2 separate regions of the Zea mays genome follow, and region 1 is linked to region 2. The links are chromatin contacts, called in public Hi-C maps. All regions are on one chromosome and are shown on one strand. Each heading gives the region's core, a stretch centred on a gene start, on an enhancer-like site or on the middle of the called end of the contact. The rest is flanking DNA. Distances are from core to core; before and after follow the strand shown. Region 1 holds the start of LOC100284768 (organic anion transporter). Region 2 holds the start of LOC100282263 (protein YIP1).

The links. A called contact is a pair of places that touch in the nucleus more often than the background predicts.
Region 1: a contact with region 2 is called in a Hi-C map of endosperm, with 1.8 times the contacts expected there. The contact joins the promoter of LOC100284768 here to the promoter of LOC100282263 in region 2. A contact is called at or near these places in 2 of 25 Hi-C or Micro-C datasets (ear and endosperm).

The regions. Positions count from the first base shown.
Region 1 is chr9:144,399,317-144,404,583 of Zm-B73-REFERENCE-NAM-5.0, reverse strand. LOC100284768 (organic anion transporter) reads left to right here and starts at 1,498. Exons shown (of 4, transcript NM_001157663.2): 1 at 1,498-2,240; 2 at 5,100-5,203. The coding sequence starts at 1,752.
Region 2 is chr9:144,108,828-144,114,184 of Zm-B73-REFERENCE-NAM-5.0, reverse strand. It overlaps LOC100282263 (protein YIP1), which reads left to right and starts at 2,891. Exons shown (of 2, transcript NM_001155175.2): 1 at 2,891-3,750. The coding sequence starts at 2,954. The coding sequence ends at 3,730.

The DNA.
Region 1 (5,267 bases), core at 249-2,748, 290 kb before region 2:
CTGGTTATCGTACGATGAAAGCATGTATTTTATGAGGTGGATGTGGATCCGAGCCTGGAGCTGACCCCATCCACACATAAAGGCGATGAGTAGGATGAAGCGTTCCTCCGGAATTGGGACTTGGGAGCACCCGGAATATGCCGTCTCCGCTCAGCACAGTCACCCGGGCCACTTCTCACTTGAGCTTTATCGCTTTTTACGATGCTGAAATCTAACTGGCCTTTACCCATAATTTCTTCCTATTTCACCTTCTCGTGCACAGTTGCAACAACGAATGAGCCAGCCTACCACCACAGTCCACACTCCACAGGTCAAGGTCAGTATAGTAGTAAGCAGAACGGCCGCGGACACGTCAGCAAGTCACTGTTGAGTGTTAACTCGAATGACAGGAATGAGATGGGTTGGTGGCAGCGAGACACCTTCCTGGCTTCCTCCAGATGGCAAGCACGCGGAACCCGAGCGACGCGCCACGGGCTCACGTCGCCGTGGGGTCGGGTCGTATTCGGCGTAGAGTTTTGTCAAGCACTCGAGCTGCTTTGGCGCGTTGCTCTGCTCGTGCGGGATCAGGCGACCGTATCCGTGTCACCGAACCACCGGACCGGGTCGGCACTCGGCAGGGCACGAACTAGGCAAGTTGTTGGTCTTGAGCAAATCGTAGCCGTCGCAGCAGCCGACGCACCTCGCAGCTCCGCTATTGTAGCTATTTTTTTTTAGCTGTAGAAAGACCCGATCAGCGGGGGTGCGGAGCTGGGTTAGGTCCGTGAGCGGTGAGCCGGTGCTGTCATGCTCGGCCGCCGAACGAATTTCCATGTCGTTGCACGCCTCCTCGCCAAACTTCTGACTTCTGACCAAACGCACCCGTAGATCTTGTAGTCTTTGCAGCTCGTTAGGATTAATGATCGCTACGAGTAGGAGGCTACTGGTTTTAAAATTTTGTATGCTCGTACTTATCTTAGTAAGAGCTAGTTTGGGAACACCGTTTTCCCAAGGGATTCCAATTTTCCCAAGGGAAAATGAACTAATTTCCCTTGGGAAAATGGAAATCTCTTGGGAAAACGGTGTTCCCAAACTAGCCCTAAGTAACTATTTTTTTCCCCACAGCAAAGCTTCAACACACGAATTTGAGGTGGGCTTTACACAGAAGAAAGGGAGGATGGTTCATGATATGTTTGAATTGATTTCCAGTCTCACTACTATGTAGCTCCAAACTAGTAGTAGAGCGTCTTATAGTCTCCATCTATTTGGTTGACAAATTTCATGCATAGTTTGGAAATAAAATCCTTGCTCATCTATCTATAAGGGCAAGGGTACGGTTACATTTGCAAATGTGAAATTCGAAACAAAAAAAAGAAGAAACAGCTAAACGCCCGAGCCCCGGCTAATATGAAATGATTTAAAACAAACATAAAACCCAAAGTAACCAACCTCTGACCTGGAGCTCTGGATTAACGAAAAAGCACACCGGAAACACAAGGCAAAAAAGATATCCATCTCCCCTCCGTTCTCACCACCGACAGCCGGACACGCCTCGTCTCGTCCCCGCTCCCATAAACGCAGAGGCTCACGCAGACGCCTCGCTCCCGTGCCAACGAGCCAAGCCCAAACCCACCACCAATTCAACCGCGACCCAGCCCACCGCCCCGCACGCCATTCCCACCTCCTCCCCCCTCACCACTCAGATCTCCCCGCGCGCCCGCGCGCGAGCTCGTTCGTGCGCGGCCGCCGGCGTTGGCGACGACGACCGAGGAGCCATGGCTGCCAAGGGCGGCGCCACGCCGTCCCCCGGCGGCACGGGGCCCGCGGCGGGGAACGGCCGCCTCTTCACGGTGGGGCTAGTCACGGCCTGGTACTCCTCCAACATCGGCGTGCTCCTGCTCAACAAGTACCTCCTCAGCAACTACGGCTTCAAGTACCCCATCTTCCTCACCATGTGCCACATGTCCGCCTGCGCCCTGCTCTCCTACGCCGCCATCGCCTGGCTGCGCGTCGTGCCCATGCAGCTCGTGCGCTCCCGCGTCCAGCTCGCCAAGATCGCCGCGCTCAGCCTCGTCTTCTGCGGCTCCGTCGTCTCCGGGAACGTCTCGCTGCGCTACCTCCCCGTCTCCTTCAACCAGGCCGTCGGCGCCACCACGCCCTTCTTTACCGCCGTCTTCGCGTACATCATGACCGTCAAGCGCGAGTCGTGGATCACCTACCTCACCCTCGTGCCCGTCGTTACTGGAGTCATCATCGCCAGCGGCGTAAGTTGCTGCCTGCTCCGTCTCTGTCTTCTGTTTTCTCAGTAGATCTGTTGGAGTCGGGATTGGATCTGAGTGGAATCCGGGTTTGGCTGCCTCGGATTGCAGTAGTGGGATGGAGCTGACGAGAACAGGTGGATCTGTCATCTGACTATAATTGGACACAAACGGCAGCCTCAGTTCATTGGATGGTGATCCCTTCGTTGGGAACAGATTTTTGGGATTATCAGATGGAAACCATTCACTGTGTGTCAGGGTGCCTGTAGATGTTACCTCAGGCGTCGGCTATCATCTGATGGCATGGGGCCAAGTGATCAACTGGCATAACAGCTACTCACTATCTATGTGATCAGCTAGAGACTAATCCAGTTAACCAAAACCACCGGATCCAGCTAGACCGAGCTTTTACAGGGGTAGCTCGTTTTCCCCCCCTGCCGAAACCATGTCTGGAAACTGTGGATTTGCAAGTTAACAACAACAATAGCAACAAAATATTTTAGTTCCAAACAAGTTGAGATAGGCTAGAGTTAAAACCCAACCAAAGGTTTAGGCACGTGAATATCTGTTTTTCATTTGTTTCTATTTAAAGCTAATCCTTTGGGTGTATTCCATCATTTCGTGTAAAAAATCCCCTAAAGAACCACAATTATATCTACGGTTGGATAACGATCTAACAGACCAGGATGCTCGCTTGCACATAAGGTTTGATTGTACAGTAGTCGTGCCCCATTTTACAGCCTCTTCCTATATTATCTCCGACATTCCTCTACCTCTCTTTCCATAAATGTAGGATTCCACTATGCACAACTGCCTCTTGACTCTTGATGTCTCTGTTGGATATATGTCCAAACCATCTTAATAGGTATTGGGCAAATTTTTCTTCAATTGGTGCTACCTCTAGCGTATCACGTATGTCATTATTTCGGACCCGATCCCTTATTGTATGGTCAAAAATGAAAAATCTAACGTAGCATACACATTTTCACCATACAAATACAATATAGTAGGCCAACATTCAAAAATGAAAAAATCTATCGAACATGTCGTCTTTTTGTAGGCCAACATTCTACACCATACAAATACAATATAGTAGGTTTAATCATCATCCTATAAAACTTTCCTTTTTAGCTTCTGTGATATCCTATTGTCACATAGAACGCAGATGTTTGGCGTCACTTCCTTCAGTTTGCTTCCATTATATAGCTAACATCTTCATTAATATCCCCATCTCTCTATAGCATTGATCCTAAATACCGGAAGGTATCCTTCCTTGATACTATTTGACCTTCTAAACTAACATCTTCTTCCTCATTGTGTAGCAGTACTGAAGTTACATCTTAAGTATTCGTTTTTAGTTCTACTTAATCTGAAACCTTTGGACTCTAGAGCTCTTGTCCTAGTTTTCTATTTACTTCTGCTCGGCTTTCATCAACTAGCACTACATCGTCCACAAAAAGCACACACCAAGGGATATCCCCTTGTATGTCCCATGTGACCTTATCCATCACCAAGGCAAAAAGGTAAGGGCTCAAAGTTGATCTTTGATGTAGTCCTATACTCCTATTCTAATTGGGAAGTTACTCGTGTCCCTATTGTTAGTTCAAACACTAGATACAACATTGTTGTACATGTCCTTAATGAGTCCAATGTACTTCATCAGAACTTCATGTTTGTTCAAAACCCACTACGTAAAATTTCTTGATATTTTGTCATAAACCTTCTCGACGAAAACTATGTGTAAGTCCTTTTGCTCCCTATACTGCTCCATCACTTGTCTTTATTAAGAAAATGGCTTCCATGGTTGACCTTCTGGGCATGAAAGCAACTTGGTCCATAGAGATCCTCGTTATTCCTGTCAGACGATGCTCGATATCTCCCCCCTCTCTCTCTATTCTCTCTCTCAACTTCATAGTGCAACTCATCAACTCAATTCCCTGCTAATTGGTACAACTTTCAACATCTCCCTTATTCATGTAGATCGGTACCAATATACTTCTCCACTTGTCAAGCATCTTGTTCGACCAGAAGATATAATTGAACAACTTGGTTAGACATACAATAGCTATATCCCCGAGGCATCTCTATGCCTTGATTGGGTACCATCAAGCCCTATCGTCTTACTTGTTTTCGTCCTTTTCAATGCCTCTCTAACCTTAAATTTTTGGATCCTACACACAAAGCGCCTAGTGTCATAAAAAATGGATTTACAAGTCAGGATTTTAAAAATAAGTTTCTGGAAAGTAATCCACATTTTGAAATTTGATTATAAAATCAAAGCATTGGTTCACCTTTTGGAACTGATATGATAGATTGCCTATACATTCGTTGAACATGAACTGGGCTGTTAATTGCGCCATTATTGAGTTGATTCTCTTGCATTATACATAATATATACAACATTGTGTTACAGCTCATTTGTACAATACAAGGCATACTAGGCTAGCAAAATGTTCAATGACCACTGGAGGTGGGATGTGGGAATCTTATGTTAACGTGTAGCATCTCAGTCTACCAAGTTGATTCTATTGTTGGCTGCTATGAGGAATCTTTAGGAGGTATTTGTTTCACATCAACTAGTATAGATCATTGTTTTCAAGTCGGGCGACTTGTTGGTCGTTCTGGCTGACCAACTTGGACGATAAATCGCGATTAGTTGGACGACTTGGACGATTAATCATGATTGGTCCAGACCGATTTGGACGATTAATCACGATTAATCGGACGACTTGAAAACAGTGGTATAGATATCAAATGTGAGTCAAGTGGAGAACGTAGAGCTTTGAATGCATACTGGCTAGAGCTGTTGTTGGACCTCTAGGTTCTAATACTTACTGATATAGAATTTGCAAATCGAATTTACAGGGCGAGCCTAGCTTTCATCTGTTTGGATTCATCATGTGCATAGGAGCAACTGCAGCAAGGGCGTTGAAGACAGTACTGCAAGGAATTCTTCTGTCTTCTGATGGGTAACTTCTGTCTTCTATCTTATAACCCACTGTTTTTTACACATTGCCTTGGATCCATTTACTG
Region 2 (5,357 bases), core at 1,642-4,141:
CACTCGAAGACCAGCAGGAGGCATTTGGTGGCTCGGGAATCGAGCACCTCGACGACGTCGGTGGCAGAGAGGTTGAGCTCCTCCATGCTCGGATCGACCTCATCAGGTCCGTGACGACCATTGGGTAGGGTTTGCTCTAGCGGAGGATGGATCCGCACGCGGGTAACCAGAGACAAACCCTAAGGAGGCAGTTGAGTCGCAATCCCCCCGATCACCGAAGAACTTGCGCGACACATCCTAAAGGAGACGACGGCGTGGAGGAAGTCCATGGTGGTGTACACCGCGATGAGGGAAGTGGCGACGACGGGGCACGGGTCGCGGCGATGGGGATGTCTCAGTAGAGGGTGTAGAGGTGGATGAGACGGAAACGACGCGGGTGGCATGGTAGACCTATGCGTCTGTGTGGGGCCGCGGAAGGCATCACGCACGAGGGCGAGGGTGAGGGCATGTTGTGGTCTACATTAGCTTAATAGGTATCCAATGCAGGTACACGATCACAAACATGACTTTTTTATACTCATGAGAAAAAACTCTTTGTGTTGAGAATCAACCCCGCACCCTGTGCCCACGGGTACAAACTCACACTCAAAATTGTACCCTATGGAATTTTTACCCGCAAGCACATGGGTAAATTATGACAATTGCCATCCCTATGGACTAAGAGTAAGAGATGGGCGAGTTTGGGACAATGTTAATTGACCTAGCGACAGTGCTAGCATCGTTGGTGCGGGAAGGAAGAGGACATGATGGGGAGCGGTGCTAGCGGCTACGATGCAGGGAGAGAGGATGGGGTGTGAGACGACGTGAAGAGGACGAGGGCTCGATGGGGTGACGACCGAGAAAGGAAAGGAGCGATGAGGGATTCCGAGAAGTGGCGTAGGAGATTTTTGCAAGAATATCAAAATGAGGGTGCAAACATCGAGCCACGAATGGGGCAGTGGTGCTGCGGGTGCCTCTGGTGGGAGCGGAGGTGAGCTTTTAATAGAAGAGATATGTACACAAACTATTTTCATGTCCTTTTTATTTTTACTTAATTACTCGCAATAACCATTGGTCGGTAGTTAGGGCATCTAAATAGCCCTTAAGTCAGTCTCCAGCAATATCATCTATATCTTCATTTACGGTGTTTTCTAAAAGATTATTTCCTCTACATCTCATTACTCTCTCACAACATCTTCTATATCAAGTCCTCTATACATAAATACATGTCTTAGAGGCATATTGTTTTTCTAAATTTTTGTATATATTATTTGTCGTACTCTCAAATATTCTATACATATTTCAGTTTTGATTAATCTATTGATTAAATTATTAAAATGGATAAAAGAGAGAACCTCTCTACATAGAGGTCGGAGGAATACCATCTATATTTAGAGGATGCTACTAGAAGGTATAATGGAAATAATCTTTTCTATATATAGCGTAGAGAACCATTTGCGGTTGTTGTTGGAGTTTATCTAAGTAGCTAAAAGTTGACTTATTTTTTAATAGAAATGTTCACCCTAGGTCCTTTCCACAAAAGCACCTAGTAAGGTCTATAACACATTTCAACCCTTTTGTTTAAGAGCATCTCTAACATGGTGCTTCAAAATAGTGCCTTAAAAATTAAAATATTACATCATTTAAACGGTTTAGGGTGCTAAAACAAACTAAGCTTTAAGCCCTAAACTATATATTTTAGGAAATAAATTACATTATTAGAAAAGAAAAGGTTTATGATGATATAGAAAATAAGAATATAGTATTACTTGAGGTATAGTATATTTGAGTCACTTTAGTATGTATTATATTTTTTGACATTTTTTTATAAAATATGATATCGCTAGAACTGTTTTAGGGATTAAGCTTTAGGGCATGTATAATCTCTTGAGGGATCCTTAGGGGATAAGTGAAAAAAAAATTAAGAGAAGAGCTTTTCGCGAATAGCTTGTCTGTTCATGACTTTATATATATATATATAGTTTTCTAACTACATTTATGATCTAGGGGTTTATGATTGTATGTTGTATCATATAATTTCTACTGTCTCTAATGTTTAGAAAATTGATCCAATGGCTAACAGTTGTAGTGACTTTAGGCTATCCTTAATTGTAGTTTCATGATGGTTTCATACATATTTAATAGTATGCCATCAATATTTTAGATGACAATGACATAATATTTAAGATAAATGAGTTTTATGAGGATGAAATTATGTCAACTCATTTTTAAGGTCTTGGAAACCGTGTGAAACCTATATTTTGAGTGATTTGTTTATGAAACAGTGAAATAAATTTTTTTATTCAAAGACATTGTTTCGTCCTTAGTTTTATATACTTTTGATGACGTGACAACAATGCTGGAAAAAATGTTATGAAATGGCAATTCAGAATAGCCTTAGGGCCCCTTTGGTAGGGCTTATTTTTCAGCTTCGGCTCTGGCTCATGTAAAAGTTGTGCCAAATACCTCTTTTTTAAATGGCTTCACCAGTGAAGTGCTTTTCCAAAATGAACTAGAGGGCATGAGCCAAAAAAAGTGGCTCACCCGGCTTCAGCTCACGTCATTTTTGCACAATAGCCCTCCCACCAGTCCAAATTATTTTTTTTTGGTCCTGCCCTCAATCCCTAGCCACGTACAGAAGAGATAAACTATACAAGGGTCTTTCTGAAAAACAACCTATAAGCCGTTTTGCCAAATGATTTTTCAGAATAGCTTTGGCTCATCTAAAGAAGTGGCTTCACCTCGTGAGCCAGAGCCAAAGCCGTTTTTGAGAAGCCAGAGCCCTGCCAAAGGGGACCTTACAGTCATTCTCTAATAATAACGACGAATTACAAGAAAAAAAAGAAAAAAAAAATAAAACAATAGCCGGAAGCCGAAGTACAGCGCTGTCGCGAACGCTCCGGTCCTATACTCCTCCTGACATCGATTCCCGCACTACCTAGATCTCGAACTCCCACCATCGCCGCCGCCGCCCATGGCGAAGGAGTTCCCCGTGCCACCGGTGGTCTTCACGCCGTCCACCCCAACACACCGCCGCCACCCTCCCCCGGGCATGGGGGTCTCCCCTCCGCCCGCGTTCGCGCCGCCACGTCCCTCCACCTCATCCGCCGCCAACCCGCTCCCTTTCATGTCGTTCGATGTCTCAGCTGCCGCGGCCTCCTCCTCCTCTGCGCCGCCCCTCTTCGCGGGGCCTATCGGTGTCGGCGGTTCCGGCGCATCCTTTGAGGACGAGCCGCCGCTCCTCGAGGAGCTCGGTATCAACACGCGCCAGATCTGGCGGAAGACGATCTCCATCCTCCACCCATTCCGCTCCACCGACCCCTCCCTCCACGCCGACGCCGACCTATCGGGCCCGTTCCTCTTCCTCCTCTCCTTTGGACTCTTCCAGCTCCTCGCGGGGAAGTTCCACTTCGGGATCGTGCTCGGTTGGGTCACCGTGGCGTCCCTCTTCCTCTACTTCGTCTTTTCCATGCTCTCGGGCGGCCGCCGCGGGGACCTCGATCTTTACAGATGCGTTAGCCTAGTGGGCTACTGCATGCTGCCCATGGTCATCTTCTCTGCTGTGTCCCTCTTTCTGCCGCGCGGTGGCGGGTTCATATTTGGAGTAGGGATGGCGTTCGTGATATGGTCCACCAGGGTCTGCACCAGGCTACTAGGAGAGCTTGCTTCCAGCGGAGACGAGCACAGGGGCCTCATCGCTTATGCGTGCTGGCTCGTCTACATGCTCTTCTCATTGCTCGTCATCTTCTGATACCGTTTATGGCATGGAAGGTATGCTTGGACAACTATACTAGACCATGAATTATTTAATTTGATCATTGTTGTTATATGCACCACAGCACTAGTTACCTGTGTAAACATCAAAGGTAGTCATTTTAACTCTGATTTAGGTGTGAGTGTGATACACAATTATTGTGATTTGAGGAGAAATGAAAAATGTAGACACATATTTGATTTTATACCAACCAACCAACATTTAGCCACTTTAATCTTGATTTAACAAGATATGAGTTTGTCGAGGCTGTTATTCTGTTCTTTTCCTTTGAAACCTCATATGTAGAGTGGGATTAATCAACTAGCGTTGTATTCATCATACACAGACGTGTGTGTGTGCGCGCGCGCGGGCGGGCGGGCGTGCGTGCGTATGTTTATTACAATCTTGCATGCGAGAGAACCTAAGGCGTCGGGAGACCCGAGCGAGCATGCATGGCGATGTGCTCTCGGCGGAGTCTGTTACAGCATGCGACAGTTGAGATGCGCAAGAATCGGAGGCTGCTCTGATGTTATCTGAACGTCTGCTGACACCCCCCCTGCAGTGTTGACCTTTTCGTCGTGGATGGAGAGACTGCCATGGAAATCTTGGAACAACGCCGAAGGCAGACCCTTGGTAAATATGTCGGCGAGGCGGGCGCTCGGAATGTGCGTGACGTAGAGTTCACCGACCTTCTCCCGAATGAAATGAATGTCGAGCTCAATATGTTTGGTTCGATGATGATGAACGAGATTCCTGCTCATGTAGACTGAGGATATGTTATTGCAGAAGGCGACCATGACAAAGGTGAGTTTGACGTGGAGTTTGCCGAGGAGGTGCCGCAACCAGGAACATTCAACCACTGCGTTAGCAATGGCACGGTATTCCGCTTCAGCGCTGGACCGTGATACTATTGTTTGTCGTTTGGATGACCATGAAACGAGGGAGTTGCCGAGGAAGACGCAAAATCCCGAGGTAGAGCGCCGAGTGTCGGGGCGACCGACCCAGTCGGCGTCGGAATATGCAGTGATGGACGACGAAGGGGCAGTGCGCAGCTGGATGCTGAGCTTTATGGTGCCCTTGATGTATTGGAGGATGCGCTTGAGCATGGTGTAATGCACATCCCGTGGCACATGCATGTGTAAGCAAACCTGCTGCACGGCGTACGCAATATAGGGTCGTGTGATGGTCTGATACTGCAATGCACCCGCGATGCTGCGGTAGGACATCGAGTCAGCAAGGAGCGCGCCATCAGTCGCATAGACCTTCTGATGAGTGTCAGCCGTAGTAGGAACGAGCCGACAGTTCGACATCCCGTCGTGGCCCAGAAGCTCCGTGGCGTACTGAGTCTAGTTGAGGAAGAAGCTGTCCCGGTGACGTTGAACCGAAATGCCGAGGAAGTGATGAACTGGGCCCATGTCTTTCACAGCGAAGACATAGTGGAGCTTGGCGATGATGTGTTGAAGGAGACGTGTCGTCGAGGCGGAGAGGATCATGTCGTCGACGTACAATCGGAGATATGCCGTCTCGTCATGATGGTGGTACACGAAGAGGGAGGTGTCGGCCTTCGACTGGAGGAAAGGTGGCGTGACTAACAAAGCGGTCAAACCAGGCCCGTGGAGCCTGA